5 separate regions of the Mus musculus genome follow, and all the other regions are linked to region 3. Evidence: chromatin contacts called from public Hi-C, HiChIP or PLAC-seq and promoter capture Hi-C data. All regions are on one chromosome and are shown on one strand. The core of a region is the stretch at or near the end of the contact, and the rest is flanking DNA. Distances in the headings are between cores, read along the strand shown. Region 1 holds the start of Gfpt1 (glutamine fructose-6-phosphate transaminase 1). Region 2 overlaps Nfu1 (NFU1 iron-sulfur cluster scaffold). Region 3 has its middle 28 kb from the start of 2610306M01Rik. Region 4 overlaps Aak1 (AP2 associated kinase 1). Region 5 overlaps Aak1 (AP2 associated kinase 1).

Evidence for each region. Hi-C and Micro-C count contacts between places; a contact is called where the count stands out from the background. HiChIP or PLAC-seq counts read pairs in DNA pulled down with a chosen protein or histone mark. Capture Hi-C pulls out chosen DNA fragments and counts their contacts.
Region 1: an H3K4me3 HiChIP or PLAC-seq map of the 230-238 cell line shows a contact between it and region 3, with 14 read pairs. The contact joins the promoter of Gfpt1 here to the enhancer-like site in region 3. A contact is called at or near these places in 3 of 39 promoter capture datasets (embryonic stem cells, neural stem cells and stem cell-derived epiblast-like cells), 1 of 15 datasets of contacts at CTCF or cohesin (large pre-B cells) and 8 of 115 datasets of contacts at active chromatin or transcription factors (the 230-238 cell line, effector CD8 T cells, embryonic limb bud and 3 more).
Region 2: an H3K27ac HiChIP or PLAC-seq map of embryonic stem cells shows a contact between it and region 3, with 2.7 times the contacts expected there. The contact joins two enhancer-like sites. A contact is called at or near these places in 10 of 39 promoter capture datasets (the 3T3-L1 cell line, 3T3-L1-derived adipocytes, the C10 cell line and 7 more), 28 of 484 Hi-C or Micro-C datasets (the AML12 cell line, B cells, the C2C12 cell line and 15 more) and 15 of 115 datasets of contacts at active chromatin or transcription factors (the 230-238 cell line, the HPC-7 cell line, T-cell acute lymphoblastic leukemia and 7 more).
Region 4: a contact with region 3 is called in a Hi-C map of Sertoli cells, with 2.3 times the contacts expected there. The contact joins two enhancer-like sites. A contact is called at or near these places in 1 of 15 datasets of contacts at CTCF or cohesin (large pre-B cells), 16 of 484 Hi-C or Micro-C datasets (the G1E-ER4 cell line, LSK cells, the P5424 cell line and 12 more), 2 of 115 datasets of contacts at active chromatin or transcription factors (bone marrow-derived macrophages and embryonic stem cells) and 2 of 9 other capture datasets (adipose tissue and pancreatic islet).
Region 5: a promoter capture Hi-C map of pancreatic islet shows a contact between it and region 3. The contact joins two enhancer-like sites. A contact is called at or near these places in 2 of 484 Hi-C or Micro-C datasets (bone marrow-derived macrophages and cortical neurons), 2 of 115 datasets of contacts at active chromatin or transcription factors (embryonic stem cells and large pre-B cells) and 3 of 9 other capture datasets (adipose tissue, liver and pancreatic islet).

The regions. Positions count from the first base shown.
Region 1 is chr6:87,040,981-87,047,002 of GRCm38.p6, reverse strand. It overlaps Gfpt1 (glutamine fructose-6-phosphate transaminase 1), which reads right to left and starts at 4,157. Exons shown (of 19, transcript NM_013528.3): 1 at 3,998-4,157. The coding sequence starts at 4,004.
Region 2 is chr6:87,018,723-87,024,615 of GRCm38.p6, reverse strand. It overlaps Nfu1 (NFU1 iron-sulfur cluster scaffold), which reads right to left. Exons shown (of 8, transcript NM_020045.3): 4 at 5,185-5,251; 5 at 3,777-3,897; 6 at 1,428-1,488. Among named protein-coding and RNA genes, the nearest start is that of Nfu1, 12 kb to the right of the region's middle. Within about 2 kb of position 2,620, at least 8 of the 459 cell types and tissues checked have an H3K27ac peak or open chromatin away from gene starts, as enhancers often do. A contact at or near this core is called in embryonic stem cells and trophoblast stem cells, where this site is marked.
Region 3 is chr6:86,818,818-86,824,717 of GRCm38.p6, reverse strand. No RefSeq gene overlaps it. Among named protein-coding and RNA genes, the nearest start is that of 2610306M01Rik, 28 kb to the left of the region's middle. Within about 2 kb of position 1,792, at least 154 of the 459 cell types and tissues checked have an H3K27ac peak or open chromatin away from gene starts, as enhancers often do. A contact at or near this core is called in the 230-238 cell line, Sertoli cells, effector CD8 T cells and 3 more, where this site is marked.
Region 4 is chr6:86,987,395-86,993,476 of GRCm38.p6, reverse strand. The region is part of intron 15 of Aak1 (AP2 associated kinase 1); the gene reads right to left. Among named protein-coding and RNA genes, the nearest start is that of Nfu1, 19 kb to the left of the region's middle. Within about 2 kb of position 3,731, at least 17 of the 459 cell types and tissues checked have an H3K27ac peak or open chromatin away from gene starts, as enhancers often do. A contact at or near this core is called in Sertoli cells, where this site is marked.
Region 5 is chr6:86,961,416-86,967,406 of GRCm38.p6, reverse strand. Aak1 (AP2 associated kinase 1) reads right to left here. Exons shown (of 16, transcript NM_001378654.1): 13 at 3,182-3,411; 14 at 1,773-1,930; 15 at 34-138. Among named protein-coding and RNA genes, the nearest start is that of Nfu1, 45 kb to the left of the region's middle. Within about 2 kb of position 3,271, at least 11 of the 459 cell types and tissues checked have an H3K27ac peak or open chromatin away from gene starts, as enhancers often do. A contact at or near this core is called in pancreatic islet, where this site is marked.

The DNA.
Region 1 (6,022 bases), core at 2,908-5,407, 220 kb before region 3:
AGGGCAAGTCCACAGAGACACTCATACTCACATGGTGGCCTCCTAGAAAGAAGTCACTACTTCAGCTCATAATTTAAGGTCTTTTGTCTTGTTTAAACTTCCCAAAATGCAGTCCTGCGTAAAGTAACTACAAAAGTTTAAAGTCGCCCTTTTGTAATTGCTGCAGTATTGAAGAGTAGTTATAAGCAGATTTCCTACCCCAAATCATTCCTTCTCATTAACTGTCTGAGCCTTCTTATGGTGCCACATCATAATATGTAATAGACATACCATACTTATATGACCACATCTCTAGTGCGATGTTTCTTTATAAAGGCAATGCTACATTTAAGACTTATACACACTAATCCTTTATCATAAATATATTCATATTATAACTATGCAGCCACATTTTACATGTAAGATCTCTTTTTAAAAAAGAATAATGTTTTGAGGGCTAAAGAGATGGCTCAGAGGTGAAGAGCATGTTACTCTTGCAGGGGACCTTGGTTCTGTTCCCAACATCTACATGGTAGGTAGTTCACAACCATTCTAAGTTCAGTTTCAGGAGCTCCAATGCCCTCTCCCGACCTCTGTGGTACCAGGTAACCATTTAAGCATTATCTCAAAAAAACAAAAACAAAGACCCACAGTTCTCAAATTTACTTCTACTTACACTGACTGAAGATGAACAACACCACTAAAGGTGACTGCCTCCCTTGTCACTAGTCTCTGTATCTCAAGGTAAGAATCCTCCCGTCATTGGAGCATTCCAGGTCTAACAGAGAGCAGTTACAAAGCTCTCCTGTGCCTGATGGATTTCAGATTGCCTCAGATAGTACTGTGACAGCACCTGCAGCCATTATATCTGCATTCATTTTGTTTCCTCAAAGACAACTCTCTTGAGTCTTCTCTCAAAAAGTGCCACCAAGCACTTCATCACCTTCATCACCTTCTGACCCTTTCTAGGTACCGGAAAGTTACAGTTGAAAATCCCAAGCCCCAGGAAACAACACTAAATATTGCTCAATGCTAAAGAAGGATAAGTAAAGGCCTCCTAACTAAAAGCTTTATATATATATATATATATATATATATATATATATATATATATATATGAGCCCAACAAAGTTACTAGGTTTAAAGGTTTCTAGAACCTTTAGTCTTGCTAATTCTGGATCTCTGGGAGAAGACTATCACAAACAAGTATTACAAAACCCTTCCCATCTTCTTTTGCTCATTTCTATTAACCCTGACACCTATTAAGCTCTCCCTTCCCCAGAAAATGTGTATCAAACAAGTTCCCTCACAGCTCACAGCTTCTTCATATCCAGTGTGACTTCTTTTTTTTTTTTTTTTTTTTTTGGTTTTCAAGACAGGGCTTCTCTGTGTAGCCCTGGCTGGCCTGGAACTCACTTTGTAGACCAGGCTGGCCTGGAACTCAGAAATCCGATCTGCCTCTGCCTCCCCAATGCTGGGATTAAAGGCTTGCACCACCACGCCCGGCTGCCTCCAGTGTGACTTCTAAAGAGCGTAAACAGTATGTATTTACAAGTCACCCTAGCAGCCAGTCCCAGCATCCCTCAATAACCTTCAGGTAAGTATCTCAAAAAAAATAAAAAATAATTTTAAAAAAGGCAAGAATCACTAGTTTAAAAAAAAACAATTGAAAATAGATACCTATTCTCTGGGAAATATATAAAACTAATATAAAAAAGTGTTACTGGGTTCTAGGACAACCAAGCCTAACACAGAGAAACCCTGTCTCAGCAAATAAAAACAGAAATGCCTCAAATACCGTGTGCTAGCATATTGATTTACTTATTCTTCATAATCAGTGAAACTCAGTGTAATAGCTGCCTTGCACTAGCAGCCACTCTGACTAACAGTTCCTCCTTTCTTATCTGAGCTTCATGAACTACATCCGATTCCTTTTTCTTTTTGTTTTATAGTATACAAATACTTTTCTTCCTGGTACAAGATGAGGAAATAACCTGCAACCAGAATGCCAGGTACTTGCCTAGGTACATAACTCATCACTCCAACATAGTTTAACTAGCTGGGTGTGGTGGCAGAGTCCTGCCATCCCAGCCCTTGGGGGCAGAAGGAGGATCAGGAGTTCAAGGTTATTCCCAGCTACAGAGTGAGTTCAAAGCCAACCCAGGCTAGTGAGAGTCAGTCTCAAAGAAAGAGAGAAAACCGTTAACTACCAAACACAGCAAACTAGTAACTAACCAGCTTGAAAATTCACTACTCACAATTTGAAACTAATTTATGAATGTTTTGTAAAACCAATCTATTAAACAGTAAAAGTATAATTAATTATGAAGTCAACTCTAATCCAGTAATTCCATGATGTTTAGAATTCTAAAATCTAGAATCTCTAAGCTTAAGCCTGCTCTTCATTTTCAGAAGGCGAAACGATTAAACACAGGAAAACACACACTGAGGACAACCTACCCCTTCCCGAGTTCTTACAAGTGAAAGACTACAAAGAATGTTTCTCACACAGCTACAAGTCTTACAATACCTCTTTCTAAAATGTGTTCTTTCTTGGGAACCAGGCACAGTGGCTCATGCCTAGAATCTCAGCACTCACGAGGCTGAAGGAGAACTGGGATCTAGACCTGCTTGAGAGACAGCGTGGGACACTATTTCTAAGAAACAAACGCTCTTTAGTCTAGTGGTCATTGTCGGTTTTAAAAGGAAAGGTAAAAATATAACTTTTTAAATACTACTAATGGCTCATTCCCATTTTACAATATTATTAGTGGTATCATATATAATTCTCATGGTATCTTTTAGTAACACTTTTTGATAATGGGGGGCGGGGGTGAGGGGTAAGACAGAGTTTCTCTGTGTAACTGTGCTCCAGCTGTCTTGGAACCAGGTTGTACTCAAAATCACTGATTTCCACCTGCCTCTGTCTCCTGAGGGCTAGGATTAAAGGCGTTGTACCACCACCGCCCAGCTAAATAAGAAGCCTTAAAATATGGAATAAAAGAGCCTGTTTTTTTTAATGGTTGTAGTAAAGACATATGTTAAACAGGTGTACATGCATGATGTGGGATCTTTAGCCAGGACTACTACTCTCTCTTCCAACAAGATCAGCTCTGAGCCCATTTCATCAAGTTATTGATTTAGTAATGGTTCCTGTTGAGAGACTTAAGAGTGGCAGAAGTCATGTGGGGTATCACTGTCAGTGCGTTGGCTTGAGTTCTCGCAGGCCTGCCTAAAATAAAGTGACTAGAATTAAGTATTTTTAAGACTGCAAGATAAGTAAATTCAAGAAATGCTACCAGCCAGGAGTGGTCATTCATACTTATAATCACAACACTTGGAAGGCTGAGACAGGGCAATGTGAATTACAGGCCAACCTGGGCTACCAAGTGGGACCCAGTTACAAAGAGACAGAAAAAGGGGATTTGGGGGGTGTGGCTAAGGGAAAGAGTACTCACTCACTTGACAAGCTGCCTTTATGAGTTTAACCCCCAGTACCACACAGCATGTTCACAGGTCGCCTCACTCACCTGGTGGACCTTCCCCTAGGCATCCCTCCATACTTGGTCTCACTTTGAGCCTCACAGCTCTTCTAAGGTAGGTATTCATCTATCCTCTGAGCTCTATGCAAAGGTGCCCCTTGAACGCTCTGATACCCTCCCTGGCCCACCCCACCCCCAATCCTCTAGCCCCTTTAAGTAGCCTCTGACTCCTAGGGCCCCCACAATCTCCTCTGCCGGTCCCTCTTAAGCACACTAGCTCCGGCCGCCCCTTCAACACCGGAATCCCCATCTTAGAGTCCCTGCCTCACGGACAGCAGCCTTTCTCCCCAGAGACCCTTCTCCTTCCAGATCCCGGCTCCCCTCAGGACCCTCAATCTCCTCGGGATGCCCGCTCCACAAGCCCCCCTTCTCTTCAGGACCCCAGCCCCAAGGCCGCTCTGTTGACACGCGCTGTCCACCTCTGGCTTCACTGCGCGGGCCCTGCGGCCACCACACACCCCCATCGCTGCCCTTACCGCACATGATGTTGGTCACGGGCGAGGGCTGAGCTGTCGGGCGCGCGGAGAGCTTCAGAAGCGAGGGTGAGCTCGGGCCGGGGTGGTGGCAATGAGAGGACTCTGGGATGCGACAGCTCAGACCCGACAGTCCGACTCAGCGCTCGCTTCGCTCTCAACTGCCGCCCCGCCCCCCCCGGCCACGCGCGCCGCCGCGGCTCTCCCATTGGGCCGCGCCCGCGCCGCTCACGCGCAGGCATCGCCCGCCCAGCGCGCAGACGCAGAGCTGCGGGTAGCGACGTGGCAGGGGCTCGACCAGCATCCGCTTTAGGTTCCTGGAGCCGCCCGCTGAGGGCGAGCCGAGCCTCGGAGGAGGAGGAGGAAGGGAATGTTTACACAGCAGTTTGTGTGTTTCAAGGGGAACGGGAAGGAGGGAGACAGAGAGAAAAGCTGTAGGGCAGGAGGGAGAGCCTGGGACAGACGTGTCAGTGTGCAGAGCCACGGTGGCCGGAACTGCGCTGCTGGCGCAGAGGTGCGGGAGCCTGCAGGACGCCCTCGGGCAGCCATTCCGGTGACGACCTGAGCTGTAGGCAAGGTGCTCAGCGCCCCACTCCCTGCCTTCCTCACTGTTCTCTGCCTAAGGTACCACTAGTCAGTAGTCCCAGCACTGCGCCTGCGCTCAGGGAAGCTGTGGGCACGTTGTACTCGGGATCGCTCTTGTCGCGAATGAACTCTCCGTTGAGAAAAGAGGAGTTAGCGGGGCGTTCCCTTTCAGAAGGTTTAAATAATACCTTGGAGCAAAAGTAGCTGGTTATCAGCCCGCACTTGATAGCTCTAACGGAAATGAATGAGTAGGGCCCACAGAAGCACTCTCAGCCAGAATCCCCTTCCTACTGCTCCAGCATTCAAAACTGCACGCCAGGGTTATTCTACAGAGTCCCACATCACATCCTTGCCACTTTTAAGTGTGACATCTTTAGGTCTCCCCAAGATGGTTTTAACATCTCATCCTTTGATCTGTCTCATACAATAACAGACTTCTTTGGTTTTTTGTTTTTTGTTTTGTTTTTTGTTTGTTTGTTTGTTTTGAGACAGGGTTTCTCTGTGTAGCCCTGGCTGTCCTGGAACTCACTCTGTAGACCAGGCTGGCCTCGAACTCAGAAATCCGCCTGCCTCTGCCTCCCGAGTGCTGGGATTAAAGGCGTGCGCCACCACGCCCGGCTATAACAGACTTCTGTATTAAAGGTGGTTTTTTTCCTCTCCCCACTAAACTGTTAAGTTCCTTTATGATAGAGTGAGATTTTTTTGTTTGTTTGTTTGGTTGGCTTTTTTTTTTTTTAATAACCAACACTTGCCTAGTCATAGACCAGAGCAATACGTGGCAAATTAAAACTGTTCTGGTGGCTGGAAAGAGTGATAAAAGCCTTATAGGCTTGTCCTAAGCTCTTTGTATGTGCAAGGAAGCAAAGGCTTTTCAGTTTTTTTATCGCCTATCTCAAATAGAGGCTAGAAAAAGTAATCAAGGAAGTATTTCTCATCTAAAAGGCTCTTCATTATTCCAAGCCATTACACAGGTCCCTAGATTACGTTGGCAGAGCTAACACAGTGACATGTTCCTTAGAGGACCTCTTAGAGACCCTCCCCTGGAAGGCGACTTGAATGATACTGCACAAGAACCGAAGTGTGGTTCTGGTGCCTTGCCTCCCTTGTTTGCTGGCAGCAAACCTGTCGATGCCACAAAGGAAATGGCAGTAGTACCAGCAAAGTGTTTCAGCTACAGTACTTTGTTCAGCTGTGCCTACCGACTCACAGTTCCTTATCTTACCCATCTCCGTTCTGCTGCTGTCTGGGTAGGTGCTCAGCACCAGCTGAAAGGAAACTTTAAAGGCCAATGCTCTCCAGCCCAGCCTTGAACAAGCTCACTAAACCACCATACAAAGAATGCTTTGTAACCATGTGCCAGCTCAGACACTGCCCCTCCTCTGTGTAGAGCTCTGCCTTCTCTGGGCCTGTAAAAATAAACCCAGAGGAGAAAATAAATGCTGT
Region 2 (5,893 bases), core at 1,371-3,870, 200 kb before region 3:
CCTTACGTTACCGCCCCAGACACTCACGTGCTCTGTTCACTCCCGACTCCTTCTTTCTGTGTGCTTCCACATAGCTTCTTCACCACTGCTCTATATTCTAGTGTGACACACTCTGTCACCTGGGTCACATCTCACTGAAATTAATCTAATGAGTTCTTCATTTATTATATTTTTGTTCCATAAAACTCTTAGATTCATGTTCTTGCAGGAATTCATCTTTTCATTTATTTTATCTAATATTTTGTTTTGTTTTTCAAGACAGGGTTTCTCTGTGTAGCTCTGGCTATCCTGGAACTCACTCTGTAGACTACACTGGCCTTGAACTCACAGAGATCTGCCTGCCTTTGCCTCCCTAGTGCTGGAATTAAAGGTGTGTGCCACCACCACCTGGCTACTTAGCCAGACTCTTACTATTAAATATCTAAGTTGTTTCTTTAAATAACTAAAGAAGAATACATTTTCTTTAAAAATCTGGACTTAAGGGCTGGAGAGATGGTTTAGCAGTTAACTAACTGTTCTTTCAGAAGTCCTGAGTTCAATATTGTTCCAGCAACCACATGGTGGCTCACAACCATCTGTAATGAGATCAGATGCCCTCTTCTGGTGTGTCTAAAGACAGCTACACTCTACTCATATAAATAATTTTTTTTTATTATTGGGTATTTATTTCATTTACATTTCCAATGCTATCCCAAAAACCCCCCACACCCTCCCACACCCACTCCCCCACCCACCCACTCCCACCTCTTGGCCCTGGCGTTCCCCTGTACTGAGGCATATAAAGTCTGCACGACCAATGGGCCTCTCTTTCCACTGATGGCCGGCCAGGCCATCTTCTGATACATATGCAGCTAGAGACACTCATATAAATAATTAATAAATAAAAATTTTAAAAAATCTGGACTCAATGGTCTGCAGTGAGGAAAGTGGAGACAGGCTGTCCACTAGTCTTGTGTTTATTCCTGTTGTTTGTCTGCTTGCTTTGCTTTTGAGGCACCGTCTCACTGTGTGTACCAGGCTAGCCTCAAAACTCACAGAGATCCGCCTACCTGTTTCTATAGGGACTAAAGGAGAGTGTCGCCAAGCCTAGCTTCTGTCTTTCCTCTGTTTGTGGCAGTTGCCACATGGGTGCTACTCTCGTCACAATCCTCACAGATATGATCCTAAAAAGACTGTGAGGAGAATCCCTCTTGCCTCTCTCCGTGTGGACTGCTGCAAAGCAGACTGGGCACTGAGGCACAGCTCTCTTTACGTTTAACTGCAATGATGACCTATGCTGGTTTACAGTGATGATGGATCTGGAGCCCTGCTCCGATCTCCTGATGAAAGCTTGCTGCTTTAATGAGAACGGTCTCTGCAGCACTAGATTTCAGGGCGTGGGGCATGGTATGCAGCGTGGCGTGGGGTGGGAGGATGCTAATACCTACCTTATTCTAGTATCTAGCAGTTCTTTAATCATTGCCACGACTTCGTCATCTTCCTCAGAGCCTAGAAAAAAAAATCATAAGAAAACCAAGAGTAACAACTTTGAAGTCATATAAGCATAAAACAGGAAGGTTTTGACATAAAAGCATAGTCAAGCATAGTGGCACTCAAGTAGACAGAGAAAGGTCACAGTCCAAGGGCAGCCTGGTCTACATAGGAAGTTCCAGGCTGGGTAGATTTAGCAAGACCTTGTTTCAAAACCCAAAACAAAAGAAAAAAAGCCATAGAAAAATACCACCCTCCTAGCTGCAATCCTTCAGCTAGAAGGCCTTCCCCCTCACACAGGGCTTGGAGGTGGGTCCCTGGGGAAAAAGCTAGCCAGTGACAGAATATTTGGTATTGTCCTCTCAACAGCCCATTACCAGCTTTCTATGTGTAAATGTTGTCCTTCCAAATCTGTCCAAAAGATGACTATCTGGAATTATCGTGTTAAAAAGCAAGCTGCCTGGGAAGGAAGGAAGTCGTGCAACCCTCATCTCTGCAAAGGACAAAGAGATGGGAGGGACAGGAGCTGTCCTGCTGCTGGTCAGATCAGATTGGAGTGTGGCTTATTGAAGCATATGGAGTTGGCAGCTGAGCTGGGCTGAGACAGACAGAAGGACCAGGGTGAGGGGACAGGCCCAGGGGAAGGAGGCTGGAGGTGACGAGCTGGAGCAGTAGGGCGGATGCAGTGCGGGAAGCGGGGTTAAGCTGGTTCCCCCCAAAAAAACCTGCAATGTACTACATACAGTTTGCATTCTTAATACTCCCTTTAAAAATGGGTCTAAAGCAGCTATAGAAGAACTAACACTGTTTCTTGACACCTTCTCCAGAAAAAGTTAACATCTGTTGAATCTAAGTGAAAGCAACTTTGTGCCTTATTTATGGTGGTTCTGAATTCTCAGAATTTTTCATAATTAAAAATTTTAATTTTGTATAATATATTCAATGTCCATACAAATTTTAAAAATTGAGAAAACAGTATTATGAAGCTCTGTATGAAATTTTGTCTCATGTAAAATTGGTTCCAGAGCCAAATGCATTCAATGACAAAAGTGAATCCATTGCCCTGGGCTGTCTCCAGAACTAGACAGTAAGCTCCTCCTGCTGACGCTCTGGTCACAAGACATAGAACAAAAGCTGGGACTAACACAAAGTCCTCACCTGCAGGCCAGCTCACAGCCAGAAGGCACTGCGCAGGCAGCTGGGAGAGAACTGGGTCAACCCTCTGGCTCCGCGCGGCCCCGTGCGCCGCACCACTGACCAGACCGGGAAAACACTGCTCACCGCCTGCTCTAACAGTGGCAAGCCCCATGTCGGGTAACCGAGTGCTTTCTGATTGGAACTGAGGCCAGCTCCACTGGAAGGAAGTTATATCTGCTATTGAACCTGGTCAAAAACTTGTGGCGAGGAGGTCATAGACCCTTATGGGAAAGCTACAACTGTTTTATTAAATAGACATAATGTGCTCGCCAAGTTTCTTTTTAAATGACCACATTTATGCCCACAGATTAGTACTGCTATCTGGTTTGGTCAGAGTAGCTCTTCATGCAGTAGGTGTCAAAGTGCTGAGCCTAAGTGACTGTGGAATGCTCAGCCCTAAGTGGGACAGCCTTACCTGCAAGACTGAGACCATCAAGGAGTATTGGGGGAGGGGCAGAAGGACTGTAAGAGCTGTGGAATACCATCTGCCTGTTCTTCTAGAGGACCTGGGTTTGGTTCCCAGCACCCACATGGTGGCTTGCAATTAACTGTAATTCTAGTTTTCAGGGGATCTGATGCCCTCTCCTGGCCTCCAGCGGGACCACACACACACACACACACACACACACACACGCACGCACACGCACACGCAAGTGAAACACCCTGGAATGGGGAAGGAGGCTCTCATGAGGCCCCACCCTCACCAGGGACCTACACAAAGTTAGTGCTGGGGAGGAAGGATATCAGCTACGGTGGTGTGTCCACTGGTAAGGTGCCAGTGCTTCTGTCAGCAGCACTAGCAGGCCTCATGTAAGCCTCTCACAGAGGAAGCAGCAGGAGATGGAGGTGGGGTTGGTGGAAAGAGGGAGAGGATCATCAGGCGTGAGGGAGACAAGGAGGAGCAATAGACGTGCTTACGATCGAAACACATTATATACATGTATAAAAGGCCTTAACTGAACCCATAATGTCGTATAATTAATATGTTCATAGCTCTAATAAAAACATTTTAAAAGTCTGTATTCTGTCACTTGGCATCCAGGTGAATGGGAATGAGGTAGGAAGTCAATAAAGACTGGACAAGCATGGACAGACCAACACAGCGCTACCTGCTTCTCCCGGAGGCGGAGGCGTCTCCTCGGTCACTAGGGGTAAGCCAGATGCAAAGAAGTCCATAATTGTGGCATAAATGTCTGGTTTCAGTAAATTCCAGTCTAACTCTTCATTCTCCTGTAATCACATTGAAGAAGCATGTTGCATTTCCAGCCAAGTACAGGACAAATCCAGATTCCCACCTTTTTTTTTTTTTTTTCATTTTGAGACAGGGTCTCACGTGCAGCTCTGACTGCCTGGAACTCACTACATACATTCAACTAGCCATTCAACTGGCAGAGAGAGATCCGTGCTCCTGCCTCCTGAGTGCCGGGATTAGAGGTGTGCGAACTATGCAAATACACACACGTATCTGAAACTCATCACATGTGCACATGTGTCAAAAGAATGACTAGTACATACCCTTTCAGAGAGACCATGTGCACTGTGGCGTCTGACAGAGCACACAGGCAATTTGTTCATAATGTTTACTCGATTCCTTTTTCATCCATCAGCCCACAGAAAGAATTAGTAAAAATACAACTCAGGGGCAGGCAAGATGGCTCCGTGGGTAAAAGCACTTGCTACCAAGTCTGGCAACCCACGTTCAATGCCCACATGGTGGGAGGAGAGAGAACTAACTGCCTCTTGTAAGTTGTCTTCTGATCTATGGATGCCTGAACACAAACACACACACACAAAATAATACATGGAATTAAAACATTTAAAATTTTAAAAATTGTATAAAAGATAAATTTGATTCCAGTAACCTGGAAGCTGCTAAGGTTGTGTCCTGCCATGGGCAGCCCTGTGATCCCAGGCACTGTGCTCAGTGTGCTGAGGCTCGAGTATCTCACCTGAGTTGCTGAGGCTACTGGAGGACAGTTACACCTGGAGCACAATTAACTGCAGCTAGAAAAGCCCTTTGCTAACTTGACAAATGTGGTAGACATCATTTTTAATGTACAGATTTATTTTATTTTATGTGCATGAATGCTCTGTCTGATGTACCCCCATGTGCCATGTGTGTGGCTGATGTCAGAACAAGACATTGGGTCCATTGGAATCGGAGGCATAGATGGTGGTGAGCTGCCACTTGGTGCTGGAAATCTAAACTGGGTTCTCTGCCAGGGCAGACAGTGCTCTTAACTGCTGAGCTGTTTCTCCAGCCCCTCACCTGAGATTTTTAATACCACGTGTCATTAAAAACCCTAGCATATTAAGAATGGAAATTCTAGGTTGGTATGGTAGTACGTTTGTAATGCCAGCAACAGGGGGCCAAGGAAGGAGGAAAGGCCTCAGGTTTCAGCCAGCCTGGACTACACAGCAAGAAAACCAATGAGCAATGAACATTCTAGAGCGAGATACTGGACTCAGAAAAAGCTGAAAGCCGGCCAGCCTTTCTTTTCACTCTCAGGACTGTACCTTTGTGACTGTGATGAAATCTGGTCCGAAGAAGACGCTTTTCACACCTTCAATTCTGAATAACTGCCTGGAACACAAAAAAAAGAAAAACCATCTCATGAAAGAAGAGAAACAGATACAGAAGTGGAAAAAAAACATTACCAAACCAACACAAACTGTCCCCAAACTGTCTCTGGTTAAAAAGCTGTCAACTCAAGATAGCTGTGTCCCTTCTTACCCTACAGTCGCCTGCCTTGCTCCAGGTACTTGCCCACGAGCAACAGCACAGTTGCTTCTCAAAGATTCTCATGAATCTGAACAGGTTTTTTACTGCTCCTCCTCCACCCCCGACCATCGCCCCGGCAGTCAGTGAAGAGGCTGTGGTACACGCAAAAAGCTCAGTATGGCATCACAAGAAAAAAACCAGCATCACCACGGAGCCACAAAGACAACGCTGACAGCCTTCCTGAAGTAAGATACAGTCAGATCCATTCACTCAATAGACAGCTGACACCTCTAAGTGCCAGGTTCTAGGAAGGCAGAAGACAGACTGGCCTCTCCTCAGGAGCTTATAGCAACAACATGCCCTAAAACAGCTCAGGGACTACAACAAAGAGGTCAGTAAACTCCACGAATCAAAAAAACAGGATTTTTTCCCTGTCTTTTTTGTGGTTGTTAAAAAACTGAACCCAGTGCCCAATCTCTGCTCAGTGGGGGTTCTGTCGGGTAG
Region 3 (5,900 bases), core at 543-3,042:
TGAGCTACATCCACAGAGTATGCGAGCAAGCGTGTGTGTGTGCGTGTGTGTGTGTGCGTGTGTGTGTGTGATGTAGGATGGGTAGAAGGGAGAGTCGAGTGTGCACTTAATTCAGAACACACTGGGTGACTGTTGTGGAGTGCTCTCCCAAGCATGTCAGCCTCCATCTACACCAGAGCATTGCATATGGCTTTGTGGCCTCAGAGGCACCAGGGTATGTAGAGTGTGGAAGGTTAATGAAGAGGGGACTCAGCTATGCAGCTTCAGGGAAGTTGTTGTCCATGCTGGGGTGAGGTTGTTTGTTTGTTTGTTTGTTTGTTTGTTTTTGGTACAGCTGCTCTGGGGTCACCCAGGCTCCTGTAAGTAACCTCTCACTATGCTCAGGAAGGACACCCAATATATCCATTGGTTCTCCTGGCTGGACCTTGGTGGGATTCAGCTTCAGTCTGTGGTGACCTATTTTGGAGCAGGTGTTTGTGTCTGCCCCACCCCCACCCCCAAAAGCTCACAGTTTTTGAGCTCTGCAAAAACAAAGCTTGGCAGTTGCCTCGTGCTAAGCCATCTCGTCTCTAAACTATCCGCATCCTTGCTCGAAGTAGCTAAATCTCCGAGAACATGCATCCCAACTGGAAGGACAGATCCTGTGGGGTCATGTACTGTGGCACAGTCCTTAGTGACTCCAGCACCCTGCCTGTATCTTCCCTGTGCCGCCTACATCCTGGCCACAGTCCCTGGTGACAGGAGAGGAAGGAAACAAAGCCAGCACAAACAGCCGAGTCAGTGGTTCCCTCAGCGTCTGGGAGAGCAGCCCTGGAGGGTGGGTCCCCACACAAGTGAGCTCGGAGTCAGTGAAGGGCAGAAGTGGGGAGCAAACGGGTCAGTGAGACTATGGACTCCTGTGTGGTGGTCACAACTGTCTGTAACTTGAGTTCCAGAGGAGCTGATGCACTCTTCTTGCTTCCTGGGGCTCCAGACACACACCTCGTATATATACATATATGCATACAGGCAAAACATTCATACACATAAATAATTTTTTAAAGCTATATAACCAGTTCAAGACCAGCCTAGGCTACATCAGATCCTGTTTTAAAAAGAAAATAAAATAAAACAAAATTAAGAGTTTCTTGATTGCCAAAGTTGTACATTAAACCAAGCAGCAGCCTCCTGAGGCTGAGCTGTGACGTTCCCATTCACACCCCTGGCTCATGTGGCTTGCAGAAAACAAGTGTGTCACTTAAACAGGGCCCCTTCCTCGACACCCACTTCTCCTGGGAAACTCTCCCACTTCTCCTGGGAAACTCTCTACCCATTGCAGGGATCCGATGTTTGTGTCCCCAAAGCAGACCCAGGTGGAGAGCTAATCCCCAGCGTCAAGTGTGAAGTTGAGGGGCTTCGGGATGTGATTCGGAGCCAAAGTGAAGGGGTAACAGCAGATCAGCGTGTGCTTGTAAGGAAGGCAGGGGGAGCAGCCCAGCCATAGTGGAAACCACAGACGGCCCCTAGAAAGCAGCGTGGGCCCCCAGTGCTCACCACAACCACAGTGTGTCCACACCTTGGGACCAGAACTGTGAACCGTAAATGTATGCATTTATAGATGGTCTAGCCTGTGACTTCTCTGCCAGAACTGCTAAACAGACTAAGCCCCCTGCCGGTCTGGGTAAACTCGACTTTATTCAGCGATGGATATAAACACGCACCAAATTTCAGGGGGCATATGTAGTGCAAACACCCAAGCGCATCCCAGCTCTTCCTATCCTGACAGGGTGGTGGCTGCACGGCCTGAGGGTGGTACCGCTGACTGTCCCAGCGGCGGCGTTAAATACTGCTATTCATTTGGTGCTGAGGCAGCAGTCCGCAGCTGAGTTGATTTCTCTCAGAACTGAAAAACAAACTCAGGTGGAAAATCTGGGCAAGCAATGTGATTTGCTATTTTTGGAGACGAGAAAGAAAAAGGAAGTCATTGAAATGGTGTAATGACAGTGTGGAACAGTGATCGTGAGTGTGGAAGTCCAGTGACTCCTATGTTCTTCCCAGGTGGTGGTGGGGATTAAATGGAAGCTACAGAGGGACAAGCAGACCACCCTGGGAGGGCTGATGCCCCGCCCCCACTCCCAGGGAGGGACGAATCCAACCTCAGCTAGCTCCCGGGCAGGGAAGGGTGTAAACTGGGAGTGGAGAGGAGGGTTCTTCGAAAGAATGACAGGCATCTCACCCCACTCCCTTTGCTGTGTGAGGCTGGTCATCTCCTCTGCTAGTGTCCTCCCACGCACGCGGCTTCTGAGCTGTCTTTCTCTTGTGGTGATTGTTATATAACACCCCCTCCCTCTCACACACACTGCAGTGCTGGGGTGCAGCCCAGGTCTGAGCACTGAGCTGAGTGAACCCCAAGTCCTTTTGCATCCTATTTTTACCATGCTGGTGTGATACCTGTTTTGTATTTCGCGTTCTGCTTTGTATCTGCAGTATTCTTGTGGCTGTTAGTTTTTTTACTCGTTGGTTGGTTGGTGTTTTGAGGTAGGGTTTCTCTGTAGTCCTGGGTATCCTGGAACTTGGAGATTCAGCTGCCTCTGCCTCCCGAGTGCTGGGATTAAAGGCATAGATCATCACTGCCTGGTGGTTTTTCACTCTTGTTGAAAATCTACAATATATATATATATATATATATATATATATATATATATATATATATTTATATATGCAAAAATACATGAAAAGTAGAGAGGTGGCCCAGGGACTTGTCCCCAAGCTTTGGTCCCAGCCTAAAATATTTGAAGGAAACCACAGGCCCCCTCATTTTTTCTGTTTTCAGTATATAGCTCTTTATTATTTATGTTTTAGAGTGTCTAGGCTGGACTGGAACTCACTCTGTGACCCAGACTGGCCCTGAACTCAAGGGCACTCTCCTGCCTCGGCCTCCTGAGTGCTGAGGCTGCAGGTGCGTGCCACCTTTCCCTCCTGTTTGTTTGTTTGTTGTGTTGTGTTGTTTTGTTTTGCTTTTTGAGGCAGGGTTTCTCTGTGCACTCCTGCCTGTCCAGGTCCTCCCTATGTAGACCAGGCCGGACTTGAACTTACTGAGACCTTCCTGCCTCTGCTTCCTAGGTTCTGGGATTAAAGGTGTGTGCCACCACCACCAAGATCTGTTTGACTTTTTTTTTTTTTTTTTTTGGCTAGTACTTTGTGAGTAATGGACAGGAGTCTTGTGTAGCCCAGGCTAGCCTCAAACTCCCTATGCAGTTGCGGATGACGTGGCATTCTGTATCCTCCTGCCTCTCTCTCCCACGAGCTGGGATAACAGGCCTGTGCCATTGCACCTGGGTCCCTTTTTCTTTCATATCTGCTTTTTTTTTTAAAGATTTATTATTTGTATTTTATATGAGTACACAGTAGCTGTCTTCAGACACACCAAAAGAAGGAATTGGATCCCCTTACAGATGGTTCTGAGCCACCATGTGGTTGCTGGGAATTGAACTCAGGATCTCCAGAAGATCAGTCAGTGCTCTTAACCACAGAGCCATCTCTCCAAACCCAAATTTTTATTTATTATTGTTCTGAGTGTGAGTTTGTGTGGGGTTCCACATGCAGGTCAGGGGACAACTTTATAGTCAGTTTCCCCCGCCCATCTTTATTTGGGTTTCTGGGATTGGATTCGGACCCCCAGGCTTGGGCTGCAAGCAACTTTATCTGCTGACATCTTACCCTCACCTTGAGTTTTCATTTCAGATCTAGACTCCACGTGAGAGAAAATGGACCACTTCTAGCTTGCTTAGTGTGGTTTTCTCGGTTTTGTGCACTTCCCTGTAGATCCTACAGATGGCGCACTCTCGCTCCTTCCAACTGACTACTACTCCCTTGGGTGTTCATGCCACATTTTTCTCTGTCCATCATCCATTAATGGGAGCCTGGCTGGTTCCACATCTTGGCATTGTGAACAGTGGAACAGTAGCCATGGGTGGGGAATCGATGTGTGCTGTGCTTATGTGGACTCTTTGGGTGTGGACCGGGGGTGGTAGAGTAGGAATTTGAATATCAGACTTTTACAAAGTTATCTATTAAGTCCTGAATAATAACCCAGATGTTTGCCCTGTTCACTGGCCATTCATCAATACTCATACACAGTGTAGTATGCCTGCCTTAGGTAACAACGGGCCAGCTCCAAGGACACCTCTGACAGCGGCCAATGACCACTCCATACACTGCTATAGGAATCCCTTTTGTGTGGGCTACTCTCTTTGTGGCACTAAAATCCCTGTCTCTCACTCAGCCCAGTGGTAACTGCTCTCTCACTAGTCTTCAGGAGCCCTCAAGAATCACTTTAGAATAAGAAATGAAATTTTTAAATGTTTTTTATAGGATGAAGCTATGTGCATCTACCTACAGACTTAACTTACTCAAAGTCTGCTGTTTGATCAGCAGACTTCCTGTCCCCTTTCTTCTTGGTCTTGGCTCTCCCTCCACCCTGAGCCCATGGTCTCTGCCACTTCGCATCCACAGGGCACACAGGCTCTCCTCCCGAGTTGTAACGGCATGCCTGCCTCATTAAGATGATCTTCTCAGGTCACTGGGCTTAGAACCAGGGCAGCAGCATACGTGAGTGCATACCTGTGAGGCAGCTCCCCAGAAAGGGACACTGCAACCTTGGGACTAGTACTTCAGAGTTCTGTGAACCTGCCCCAGTTTAAGGCAGTGCTGGAACCATGGCCCAAAGCTTTGGGATGATCTGTTATGTAATTAACCAACTTCACTATGAAGTAGCATTAAAACCACGCAACATCCAGGCAAGCTAGTAAGATGGTACCAAACTCTGCCTGCCTTTCTGTCTGTCAGTCAGTCTGTCAGTCTGTCTTTCTCCCTTCCTTTCTCCCCCCCCCCCCACTCTTCTCTCTTCCCCTAACCCTTTCCCCCTTTCTTAAAAACAAGTTCTTGCCAGACATGGTGGCACATGGCTTTAATCCTAGCACTCTTGATGCAGAGGCAGGTAAGTTTCTGAGTTTTAGACAAGCCTGGCTTGCATACAGAGTGAGTTCCAGGACATCCAGGGCTACACTGAGAAAGCCTCTTAGGATAAAAAGGAAGGAAGGAAGGAAGGAAGGAAGGAAGGAAGGAAGGAAGGAAGGAGAGGAGAGGAGAGGAGAGGAGAGGAGAGGAGAGGAGAGGAGAGGAGAGGAGAGGAGAGGAGAGGAGAGGAGAGGAGAGGAGAGGAGAGGAGAGGAGAGAGGAGGGGAAAGGAAAGGAAAGGAAAACAGGTACTCAGAAGTCCCAGGCTGTTCCAAACCTGCTGGGAACGTGACCGTCATCTTCTGATCACCCTGCCTCTAGTTCACTAATGCTAGGATTCTAGGCCTGTGCTTCCGTCTCCTGTTTCTGAGGTGCTGGGGGTTGAACTCACGACCTCCTGCTTGCTGCACAAGTGCTTTACCGGCTGAGCTACGTCCCCAGCCCCTTTTCTGTGTTTTGCTTTCTGTGTTTTGTCTCACTGTGCAGCTCTGGCAGCTGTGGAGATCCACCTGCCTCTGCCTCCCCTGTGTTGGGACTGTGGGCACCATTTGCTTCTTTGTGACATTTTTTCCCCTAAACCACGCTTCTTAAACATCTTGAAAAACATATATAATTTAAGCACCAGCTGTAATCTTAGCCAGCAGATGGTGTTGCTGTGGTATTTGGAATACATCCCCAAGTTATTGTCACAGTCTCTTAGTATCGTATTACTTTTTATTCTCTGCTTGATATTTTATCAAGGGCAGTTTTTATACTGACTTTACATTTTAATACCATTAGATAACTAACTGTAAAGTATTCCATCAAGTCATAAACAGATGAGTACTGTTATAAAGATTTAAATTTTGATTACACATAAGTGTGTGTAGGTTTGCACAGGTGTGAATGCGGTCCCCATAGGG
Region 4 (6,082 bases), core at 2,482-4,981, 170 kb before region 3:
GTTTCGAAGCAATTTCCTCAGTCTCACTGACCGGAAAATGTCTCTGATGGGGCTTCTTGAAAAGCCTGTCTCTCAACATTTCTTGTAGATGCAGTGTGACTGAGGCAGAGTAACCAGGCCTAGCATTTTGAAGGCCAAAGAAATACCCTATGGGGAACCTGGACATCTATGACTCCAGAGAATTCTGGTGGTGTTAACCAGGCAAACAACAGAATTCAGGGGAAAGGCATGCATATAAAATCCTACTGACAGCTAAGGGTTTGACTGCTGTTCACCTTTTTGGTGAAAGTGCTTTTATAAGTATTTTTAGGGTGAATACTCTTTGCAGTCGAAACGGCCTTGAGCCAATGGCACACTACTGCTGAAGGAGCCTAGCTTCTAGGAAGGATCCACCCAATTTACCCTCAAGCCATGGTCAAGTTCTTTTAGTTACCAATGGCAGTCACAGCAGATACCTTGTAACCAAAGAACAAAAACAAAACAACAAAAACTCTCGCCTTTTCTCCTAGCCCAGGACCTGGCCTTAAAGGGTACAAGGCTTTTGTTCATCCTGAGGCATTCTCTTGTAACTCCCTCAAGCTGGGTCCTTTCTCCTTTTGTTTTCAAAACATCTAGGAATAACCCCATCTGAGTTATACAGGTTTCAGCATGAGCTCCCACATCCTCACCACTCCCTGCACTCTCCCAGAGACCAGAGACTAGTGTGGCATTCCTGAAGATGCCTGACCCCAGGCATACTATGTGATTGGCGCTGAGGTCATTAGAGTGTTCCCTAAAGAAGCAAAATCTAAGATTTAAAAAAAAAGCTTATTACTGTGTGCATGCACAACATGTGCCACAGTGTCCAAGCAGCGGTGACAGGACAGTTCTCTACCTCTGCCCCATGGCGCTGCTAACTCGGTTCATTAGGCTTTTACCCAATGAGTCATCTGGCTGGCCCCAAACCTGAGATTTAAAATTTCCGGCTGGCTACTCTGTAGTGTGTGTTAGAACTTTATTGTCTCTACACTCTTAACTGTAGAACCCGTCAGGGAACACCAACAACAAAGTCTTGCCAAAGTCTAAAGCAATGGCTTGGGTATTAAGATTAAGAAGCAAAATGTGCCAACAAGGTGCGTGGCCTCCGCTGAAACTCAGTGTCTTAGAATACAGGCTGAGCGGCCTGGGATTCCTACAACCTTTGGTGTTCACTGGAACCCCAGCACTTGGTACTCCCTTATGCGAGGCAATTGTGAGAAAGCTCAGAGCAGGATGCCAGGAGCAATTAAAGAGAGCTATTTCTCCCAGGGCGTAAATACATTCTTGGATCCTCATGTTTAAATCAATTGGCCTGGGTGTGTATTAAAGACTAAATTAGAGGAGAGCAGTTGCTAATTGGTACCACTCTGTCACCTAAGTATGGTCCTGGCTAACATGTGTTGGTAGGTCTCTCACTCCTGACCGTGATGGGCTTCACTCCCCAGGGTAGTCATAACTCACTGAACCTCAGGACATCTTGCACAGCTGCTCACACTTTTGTCCACTGGTATTTGCAGTCTTTAAGTAATGTGCTCAAGTCCTTTCGTAGGAATAGAAAAGCTACCTTAAGCTATTTACACATCTGAACATCATGCACTTTTTGAACAGATAAAAGCTTTATTCCTCTGTATGTTTACATAAGAAATTTGTTTACAGACTTATTTTATACAATACTTGCAAAGCAGTATTCATTTTTCACATTTTACTGCACAAGATAGCTTCATTACATCACTTTGCTTAGCTTCCCTGGGGAAGACAAGTTAAAGACCTAAGGTAAGAATCCATCCATGTGATAAAGGCTTGAACAACAGGGCAGAGGAGAATACCCACAGATAGTGAATTCAGGACACTGCAGCATAGTGAGAAGCAACGAAGGACTTCCCTCCTACCAACCTTTGGGAACTCTGCGTAAGGTGACATTACCCAGGCAGCCAACAGGCCTCAACCCTCCTCTTTAGAGAAAGGAAACCCAGGGGAAACTACATAGGATATCTCTGTTAAAGACTTTGAAATGGAGGCCAACTGGGACTCATTCAGTTCACAAAAGCCAAGGACATCCAACTTGGTAACCATTATTATCATGGAAAGAAACGGTCTAATTTTGCACTGGTAAAATGGTCTCTAGAGAGGGCTATGAATCAGCTTGCAGTATCTGAAGTGTCTCACTCAACAACCTCACTGTAACCCTTACGTCAGCAGCCTCTCAACTGCTGAAGTGTTCTGGGCGATGCTGTCATTCCCTAGACTCTCCATGTCAGGGGCAGCAGACTGTGATCAACTTACAGAGCAGGAAGGTAGAGACTGTCAGATGCCTGCCAGAGAAGCCTTGGCACAGTGACTTTAGCTTGGCCCAAGGGGTCTACAGCATTCTTTTTTTCAGCTGAGCATGGACCCCCAGCCCCATCTCCAAGGTCTCCTTACTCCCACAGTACTGCTGAAGACAGAACTGATCGCCTGGGGGAAGGCTATGTTGGTCTGCATCAAAATAAACTTATCAGGAGGAGCATAGGAAATGAGAATTGCAAACCACAAAGACATCAAATTTTCAATGATCAATAATCTAAGTTCTAGAATTCTGATCTGATCAGGAAGAGCCAAGTCCAACACAAAATGTAAGTGACAACCTCTTTCAGGGATTATCTTTAAATACTCCAAGACCAGGGGACTGCAAACTGTGATGGTGAGATCCCTCTTGGCTATGAAGTCTTCTTTAGAAATTGCCTGTGGCTTTCTGTGTCTTGAGCAGTAACTGCTCTTCATCTCACCCAGTGGTTTCTGGAATAGTTCAATATTACTCAAAGGCAGAGGTGTGGGGAAAACAGGATCGAATATGCTGTGAGCGAGGCTACTGGGGAAATGCAACAACATCCTTGCTATCATATCTGGTGATGTTATGTCTAAGAACAAGAGTTTAAACAACTCACATGCCACTGGCCTGTCTAGGGTCACCATTCACTTCCCAAGCAAAACCAGATGCTTCTGGAGGGAACATTCAACCACATGAAACATTTCTGATGTCTACTTCAGAAATCATTGTAACAATTATAATACTACTACTTAGAGGTGATCATTTAAAAATATCTTCTTTGAGGACCATATTTTTAGAAACTTTAGAAATTAAGTTTGGTTTTCTAGGGGGAAAATACCAATTTGTGATACTTTCTGGTACAGTAATTACTTCCACTCATCAGAGAGAAGATTAAAAAAATGCATATAGTATTTGCCCATATTTTAACAACAAATCCCTGATTATACAGATTGAAATAATAGAAATCTCTGGATTCTGTTTAACTGCAATAGGTAAGGTTGTGTGTACTTAATATTACAGAAGGAAAATCTATCTCCAAGCTTTTAATGATGTGGGCTTTTATCAGGCAACCAGCAAGTAGCAATAAGGTTAGTAACTGCTCATTCTAACCCTGTGAGTAAATGCTGCAGAAAGCTGGAGGAATGGCAAGAGCATAGAAGCTACCCGAAGGACATCTGGATTGTACGATCCTTCATAGTCCTTCTAAACACAACGAAGCAGCACAATGATGCTACACTTCTGCTGTCTCACAAAGCACCTATCCACATTAATTCTGTGTACAGCCAACGGCAGCTCTGAGGAGTAAAATGTTCAAGGTCACAAGCCAGGGTCTGGCTGAGGTCCCAGAAGCCTGAGCTGCCCTGGCCCCCTCTCTCACCAACCTGCCTTCACCAGCTCAGCGTACACCAGTGAGACAAAGTAAATGGGCTACTGAACAGGCATGCAGTGCCTCTTACAGTTCAGTCTTGTTCCATGCAGCTCCAGTTGCCACACATCACGCTCTTCTTAGGTCCCTCCCTCAGCTTAGGGTGATACTGCTCTAAGGAAGGCTACGCTAAGTCCTTAGAATGTATTCCTCAACAGAAAAACAGCCCTGCCTGCCGAAGGCTTATTCCTGAAGAACCAGCCCAGGTCTCTTGCTGTCTCACCCAGGCTTTAACCATCTTCCTTAGCAATAGTCTGTGAATTTTCATTAGTGTCTCTATTAAGCTTTATTGAGCCAAATGACTACACAATATATCTCAATATAATTATGCTTGACACAAGGAAGAATGGTTTAGAGACACTTAACCTAATTTCTAGACTGCACTCTTCATAGCTGCAATTAAACTGGGAAAGTAGACATTTCATTATATTGCTAACCTTTGTATGAGAAAAAAAACAAATATGAAAACACAGACCTAAAACATTATCCTTATTTAAAAATAAACATTTCCTTCATTAGTTTATACATTCTTTCTATGTCCAGGAAAGAGGACACAACCATTTCCTGTCCACCAAGGGGTTAACCAAGTCCTGCTTCCCTTAGCCCACATGTGGAGAGCTCTTCGTGATATCTCCATCCTTGCTGCACACCGTATCTCGCTCACTTGTGGAAACCATCTCTTCTAGCAGAAGCCTTTCCTCAGCTCATCTAGGTTCAGTTGGCACAGGAAGTATTAAAGTCAGAAGGAAGACTGAGTGTCCCCTCTTCCTGCTGTCACATTGCTGGAGACAACGGTGGCCCTCCAGAGGGCAGTGTCTGCAGGATCGCGCTGCTGCTGGTTCCCCACCACTTAAAGTGCAATATGAGCAAGAAAAAAACAGCATCATAGTAGTAGAGAACAAGCCATGGGATTTGGGATTTTATTTGTACAGCTCTGATGAACTCTTCCAACCCTAGGGGATGGCACTCAAGGAAGGGAGCTCTCTGTGCCTGCTCCTCTTCTAAAGGGTGATTTTTACAAAAGTGCTCTCCACACACCTCGATGTAAGTACACAGAGGGTGTCCAGGAGGCACGTTGTAGGGCAAGTGCAGGGCCTTTATTTAACTCTATGAACAACAGGCTAAGGTTAGTGAAGAACTATTCTTTGTTTGATCTTTGATATCTAGGAAGCCAAGGAAAGCCAACTGCACATATTCCATCAGCTTCAGCCTTCAACTTAAACACCAGCGAAAGGTAAGCAGCCAGCCAAACTGTGCCCAGCACACTTATTTCTGATGATCTGAAAATAAACAACATGCTTGGGTAGAGAGAGAGAGGCCTGCTGAAAGCTTTGAGCAAGACATAAACTCTACTTAAGATAAGCACTCCAGGACTGCTATATGGGTACACACGGGAAAGAGATCAAAGCCTGTACAGGCACCTGATGCCAGACTTGAAATGCCAAGTGGAAACACAACTAGTCAGCATCTTCATTTATACACAATTTACAATATTTGATTCAAAATAAAAAAATCACAAGAAAAATACATCTGTTTCTGCTACAATTCCTTCCCTTCCCCTCCACCCCCCAAGAAAAGTCTTCTAGTAAAAGGTAGCATGTTCCCACCACTGTCTCGTTTTGGTCTAATTCTGAGATCCCAGCTTGGGCCAGGTAACATGGAAGGATGGCAATGCTTGGTGTTTATATCACATACACATTTATTCAAGGATCTCAAATGCTTGCAGTCACACCTCCAGATTTGAGAAACCACGATTCAATGGAAGCCAGATAGCTAGACAAACACCGAGAAGGTTGCATGGGGTGCAAGATCCCTTGGCTCAGTCTATTATCAAACAAGATTAAAGTTGGCTGGATAGAGCTGAGCCCACTTTCTCTTCACAAACACATCCTATTGGTTTTGCCCTGTTTAAACTGCACACCTGACTCCAGACTTCTGCCTGGAGGTAAGACCAGCCATAGCTGCCATGTCCTCATGATACTGCATCAGGATAAAAAGCAAGAATGGACACATATTCATCAGCATCTGGGAGACGGGCTATAGGACTGACATGGGGGCCATTCCTAGCAAGAATGAGACAAAAGTGTCCATCACAGGCTGAGTGACAGTCAAGCTTCTGTGAGTGGATTCCAGCAGAGGTGAAGCTCAGGGCACTTAGCGCTTGAGTTAAGATAATGCTATTGAAGATGGGGAATGAGGAAACACAGCAAACTAACAAGAGGAGCCGGCCAAGGAATGGATCTGGAGGGTCAGAGATTTTTCTTTCCTTATCATTTCTATAGGAGAAGGCAAGGGGTAGGAGAAAGGAGCTTGAGGGCCCCTTATTTGCA
Region 5 (5,991 bases), core at 2,022-4,521, 140 kb before region 3:
AAGCCTCGTGTCTCAGGCATGTGTCACACTCACCAGTTCCAGCAGAAAAAGAAGGAGTGGTGAAGGCATCTCCTTGTGTTGGCTGGAAGCCTGGGATCAAACTCTCTGCAGAGCCACCAAGCTTCTCAGGCAGCTTTCCTAGAGGGACAAAACACCACTTTGCTCATTTTTGCAGAATCCTCGGGTGCACTTACCACATTTATGGCAACATTTTTACCACTAAAAAGTCCTTGTTGTGCCAAGCAGCTTGAGAACTGAGGTGGACTGGCAGAGAGGGAGGTGTGAGGTATTGTTCCACTGACGGTGGAACAACAGTGATACAGACTGGAAATCACAAATAGACACAAAGGTTTATTAACAAGTCCCTGGGCAGGAGAGATGAGACAGTTCATCCTACTGTGCTTCCAGAAGTTCAATTCCCAGCACCTGTATCAGGCAGCTCACAGCTTCGTGTAACTCAAGCTCCAGGGCATCTGACACATCTGGCTCCCACAGGCCTGCAACTCATGTGCACATAGCCACATATGGACATGCACATACATATAATTTAAACATAAAAACCCCCAAGGACTCATTAATTAGACACAAACATACTAATTTTCAATAATGCAGGAAGAAACTTCTGTTTACATAACAGGATAAGAAGCGTCAGAGATAACAATGAAAATGACTTGTCAAAGAATGTCAAATCCTGTGCCGTGTTCTATTTAAAAAGGCTGAACCAACCTGGCCTGGTCTACAACTTTAATCCCAGCATTTGGAAGGGAGAGAGGCAAGTGGATCTCTGTGCATTTAAGGCCAACCTGGTCTACACACAGGTTCTAGAGCAGCCAGGGCTGTACAGTGAGATTCTGTCTCAAAATGAAATAAAATTAAATGGTAGGAAATTATGTATTTAAAACACCACTGAAATGCAGTGGTTCTCAACATTCCTAACGCTGCAACCCTTTAATACAGTTCCACATGTTGTGGTGGTGACTCCAATCATAAAATTATTTTTGTTGCTACATCATAACTGCAATTTTTATACTCTTATAACTCATAGTGTAAACATCTGATATGCGATTCCTGTGGAAGGGTTGTTTGGCCCCCAGAGGTTTGAGAAGCGCTGTGGTTAGTCAGGTAAAGCAGTTCCTATATTCACTGGTCTGATCACTCTTTTGCTCTGTGCTTTGAGTGCATGAAGGATGTATCCAACTGAACAGTGGAGAGACTTCCCAGGTGCCTGTGTGTTATGTGTATATCTGCCTATGTCTGTGTGGATGTCTGTATATCTTGCCTTCCAAATTAGGCTATGGCTATTTTGGATAGAACCTCATTTTTTTTTATTGAAAGAAGCTCCTTTTTATGATGAGTCAACAACAACACAGACCTGTGATCAGGACTCGCATCCTGTGAGGCACACCTCAACCACTATTTCTAGAGCAAGCCCCTGAGGATGAGGGCGACAGTCACCATTCTCCAAGCAATCCACTACTCAGTTACCACAATTATCCCAGGTTATGCTACTACATCTTTCCAAAGTTTCTCCTTCTATGATTGCACACTCCCTGCTGTTGCTCACAGTTGGTCAGCATTTAAGAAAAAAAAAAAAAAATCAGTGCTCCAGCAAAAATGAAAATCAGTCTGCAGACCCCCAACCCAGTCCTCTTCAAGATGGTCCGTGCTGACCTTTCCCAAGCATATCCCTCTACAGCTAAGACACAGACACATTCAAGTTCATCCTCAGCTGACTTGCAGCCAAGAAGCACAGGAAAGCCTCAGCAGCTCACCTTCCCCAAGCTTGGCAAAGTCCTTGTTTAGCAGCTCTTCAGCTGTGAGTTTGGAGAAGTTGTCGTCATCAAAAGGATTCCATGTGGAGCCTTCTGAAGCATTGGAGACATTCTGCTGTGAAGTCCGTGGAGAGCCTGAGGGAGTGGTGGTTGCAGACCTGGGAAGGTTGGCACCCCAAGGGTGAAGGGAAAGAAAGTTAAGCAAAGCAGAAGGGCCCAAATGATTTTCTTTCATTATGGTATCAGTTCTTTTCTCAGTTAAACCACAATTTCCAGTGTTTTCCTAAAGGACTTCCCACAGAAACTGGAAAGTTTAGTCTTTACAAATGCTGTCTCCTTCACTTCAGCTCTCAGGAAATCTTGCAGCTTGCCTGTCTTTTGCAAAACCCTTGAGGTTAGGGTCTACAGCAACCTATGCTGAGGCCTGTGTGTCAAGCATAACAAACCCCCTTTCTTGGCTGCCTCTGAACGTTCAGGATCCAGGCAGTACTTAAGCTTTCATCCCATGTTCAGAATGTTGTTTAATGGCAGAAGCATTCTATCACTAAACAAACACATGCCACTACTTTATATGTTTAGATGACCTACTTTTCTTTCAGTCTTTCTTCACTTAAATATGATTAATCGTAGATAACATGGTTTCAAGGAAGCTATGGGTGAAAAATTACACTGATTTCACAGTGGTCAATAAGACTGACTGTACCTGAAGCAGAGAACCAGCAACCTATCAGGTTCATAAAGGTTGGCCAAATGCACAAAATTCATGATCAAACAGTGTGATATATGCTTTTAAGAAGAAAAGACCCTAGACAAAGTACTGCAGGAGAGGAAAGGACAACACCTCACACAAACCTAAGGAGCCAAAGCATATTCCCAGCCGGGCGTGGTGGTGCACGCCTTTAATCCCAGCACTCGGGAGGCAGAGGCAGGCGGATTTCTGAGTTCGAGGCCAGGCTGGTCTACAGAGCGAGTTCCAGGACAGCCAGGGCTACACAGAGAGACCCTGTCTCGAAAAAAACAAACAAAAAACAAAAACAAAAAAACCAAAACCAAACAAACAAAAAAATCATGTTCCCTCTGGGAGAGGAGAAGCAGCAGCTCCAAAGGTCACAAAGAGCCAAGTCACCTGTGCAGACAATGCTTGCTGAGACAGCGCCTTCTAAGTGCTGGGTGTCCAAAGTGTAATCGTCAGTACAGGGAGAATTAAGACACAGCATAGACCAGATGGGGAATGGAAACTGAGTCTTAGGGTCTGTAGAGTGCACACACTGGGGAAAAGCTCATGATCTCTTACTAAATACAGACATCCACTGGCATGTGCTTACTGTCACACCGCCACAAGCTTATGCAAAGAATCCTATGGTAGTAACCCAGAGCAGACCTTGTCCACATGATAAGAACAAACATACTTAGATTTATTGAGACTGGCCTCAGCTGCAGCTGCCTGGAGCAGCTGGGTTGATTTGCTGGCAGGAACCCCAAAGACTGCACTGTGGGTTACATCACTGAGAATCCGTCTGTGCCCAGCACGTTGGGTTTTGGGTGATGATGGAGGAGTGAGAGATCCAACTTTCTGTCCCTGGATGGTTGGAGGTGGAGTGGTCTGAACTTTTGGCTGTTGTCTCACTGGGGCTTGAATCTGCTAGGGAGAGAAAAATGCAGAGCTTCATTATGGGGGAAAAAAAAAGAGGAGAAAGAAATGGAAAAGAAAAGCAAATCAACCCCCAGGTATAATAACACTCCATTTGCTCATATAACATTTGAAAGGCTAAGGTTACCAAAGCCAGAAAGAAAACCAAGGCAACAGCCACCTGAGCTGCAACAGAGACTGACACCACCAAGGCCTTGCCTGGTTCTTACACAGACTCAGTCTCCCTTAACTTAATAGACACATCAACTGGATGTAATATTCCTACCAGCCCAAGACCACAGAAGCTATTCTCAGTCCTAAAGACCCGGAAGGCATCTTAAAGAACTGATGAGAACAAACAGTCCCTCACCGAGGATGCTTACACAGGACAGGCAATAGACTCTGCCTTCTATTGCAGCTAGAAGACAAGACACACCCCAGCCAAGATGCTTTGGAGCAGAGTAGTTTCTGCTGAGAGTTTGGATTCCCTCCTATACTGAGTAGAGTGAGTCAGACAATCTCAGAGTAAAACATGGAAGCTCTTTTTTTTTTTTTTCTTTTTGATGTTGTTAAAGGTCTTCATTTCACTGGTGGGATGGATCCACAACAAACTATTTTGTTTCAACCCAATGGCAAAAGTGCAGCATAGTTTAGTGGGATTTGCTTGCTCCAATCTTCATTAAGAAAATGGCACTGAAGATCAGCAGAAAATCCCGGGAGACAGAAAAAAAAACCTTAATGATGCCTGAGTTAACTGAAGGATGCTTGAGAAGTGGCCCACAGAACAATAAACAAGTATCAATGTAATTGTGACCATGTAAGTGGTCCCTAGCATAAACCACCTGTTATCAAGCTAAGTAATTTTAAAACCATTCAGAAAGCCGTGTAAGCCCTTTCCTTAGTTTTGATAATCTGAAAATAAAAATGAGCAGATACTGAATCCCTCAGGGCTTTAACTATCCCTTCCCTCCAATCCGTCCACTCATGTGAGAGCTGCCTCTCTACATTGAAGCTCAGTTTTTATGTTGTGTTGCTGAAGCAGACAAACAGAATTTAAGAAAGCAGGACATGATCTTAATGAGTTAGGATGCTTACAGCAGGGGAGACTGTCCTCCTGCTGTCCTCAGGAGATGGGATGGTTTTTGAGGCACACCATTTACCTGTTCTGTATGCCAACCACTCCATCAACAAGACGAATGACAGCAGATCTATAAGGTTCTACTGTCAACCAAACTGATCCAGGAAGGGTAACACAGACCAGTAGGAGCAGAGAGCTGCAACAAAAGAGCCATCTGAAGCCCCTGCCAGTATCTACAGGGGTCAACCATGGACCGGCTTGTCTCATTGGAAAGGGTACATATCAGCTACAATGGACTCTGTGAAGAAGTAGCTACACTCTTTAGAGAACACTGTTACTACTCTTACCTGTCCTCCATGTGAGCACACATAACAGAACCTTTAGTAGGAGGATTCCTCCTCTGACAGATGAGCAAAGATCCACTGAGCCACATCCAAGACAGCAAGAGCTGATCACCTCCAATCAGAAACCCTGAAATCCTTAAGGCTCTGAAAATCAACACTTCTGAGCACTGACATGATACCACATGTGAAAAATTCATGTAGCAGGTTACAGCCAAAAAGCAAAATATAATACACAATTATTTCACTGCACAAACACCTAGGAAATAAATTAATTCTGTGTGTAGATTTGTATTTCATCCTCAAAATATCTACTTATGAATACAAGGATGTCAAACTCTAAGGTACTTTTGGTCCTATGCACTTGGACAAGGAACACTCAACCAGTAATACATAGCAGCTCCACCCACCAGTTGCTCCTATAGCAACCCTTCAGGGCAGGTTTTATGGGCACTAGAATCAGAGAAAACAAGTGGAAATGGACCCTACAGAATAAATTCCAGCATCCTCACTGTGGAGAGAGAGAGGATCTTCAGTACATTGAGACTGACAGGCCAACCAAGGTCATAAGACCATATGGACATAGAGCCTAGCATGTCTCCTCCTCCATAGCCAGAATTAGAAAAGGGCAGGAGAGTCAAGAAATCACGGAGGTGACATACACCTTTAGTCTGTGCTTAGGAGGCAGAGACAGGCAGATCTCTATAAATTCAAAGCAAAATGGTCTACATAGCCAGTTCCAGGCCAACCTGGACCACACAGTAAGACTCAGTCTCAAAATTTAAAAATTAAATTAAAAAATTTTAAAAGGGGGTAGGAAGTAGGAGTATATCATAGGAGAAAGTAGGAAGATAAGAGTCTGCTGTCTATTTTGTTAAAAGCTTTAAAAAAAATATTGTTTTTGGTTTTTTTTGGTTTTTTTTTTTTTTTTTTTTTTTTTTGAGACAGGGTTTCTCTGTATAGCCCTGGCTGTCCTGGAACTCACTCTGTAGACCAGGCTGGCCTCAAACTCAGAAATCGGCCTGCCTCTGCCTCCCAAGCGCTGGGATTAAAGGTGTGCACCACCACCGCCTGGCTGTGTGCGCACACACGTGCATGTGTTTGTGCGTATCTGTGTGCGTGTGTACCTGCAGATGAGCACAGGTACCCAAGGAGATCAGGGGCCTGGGA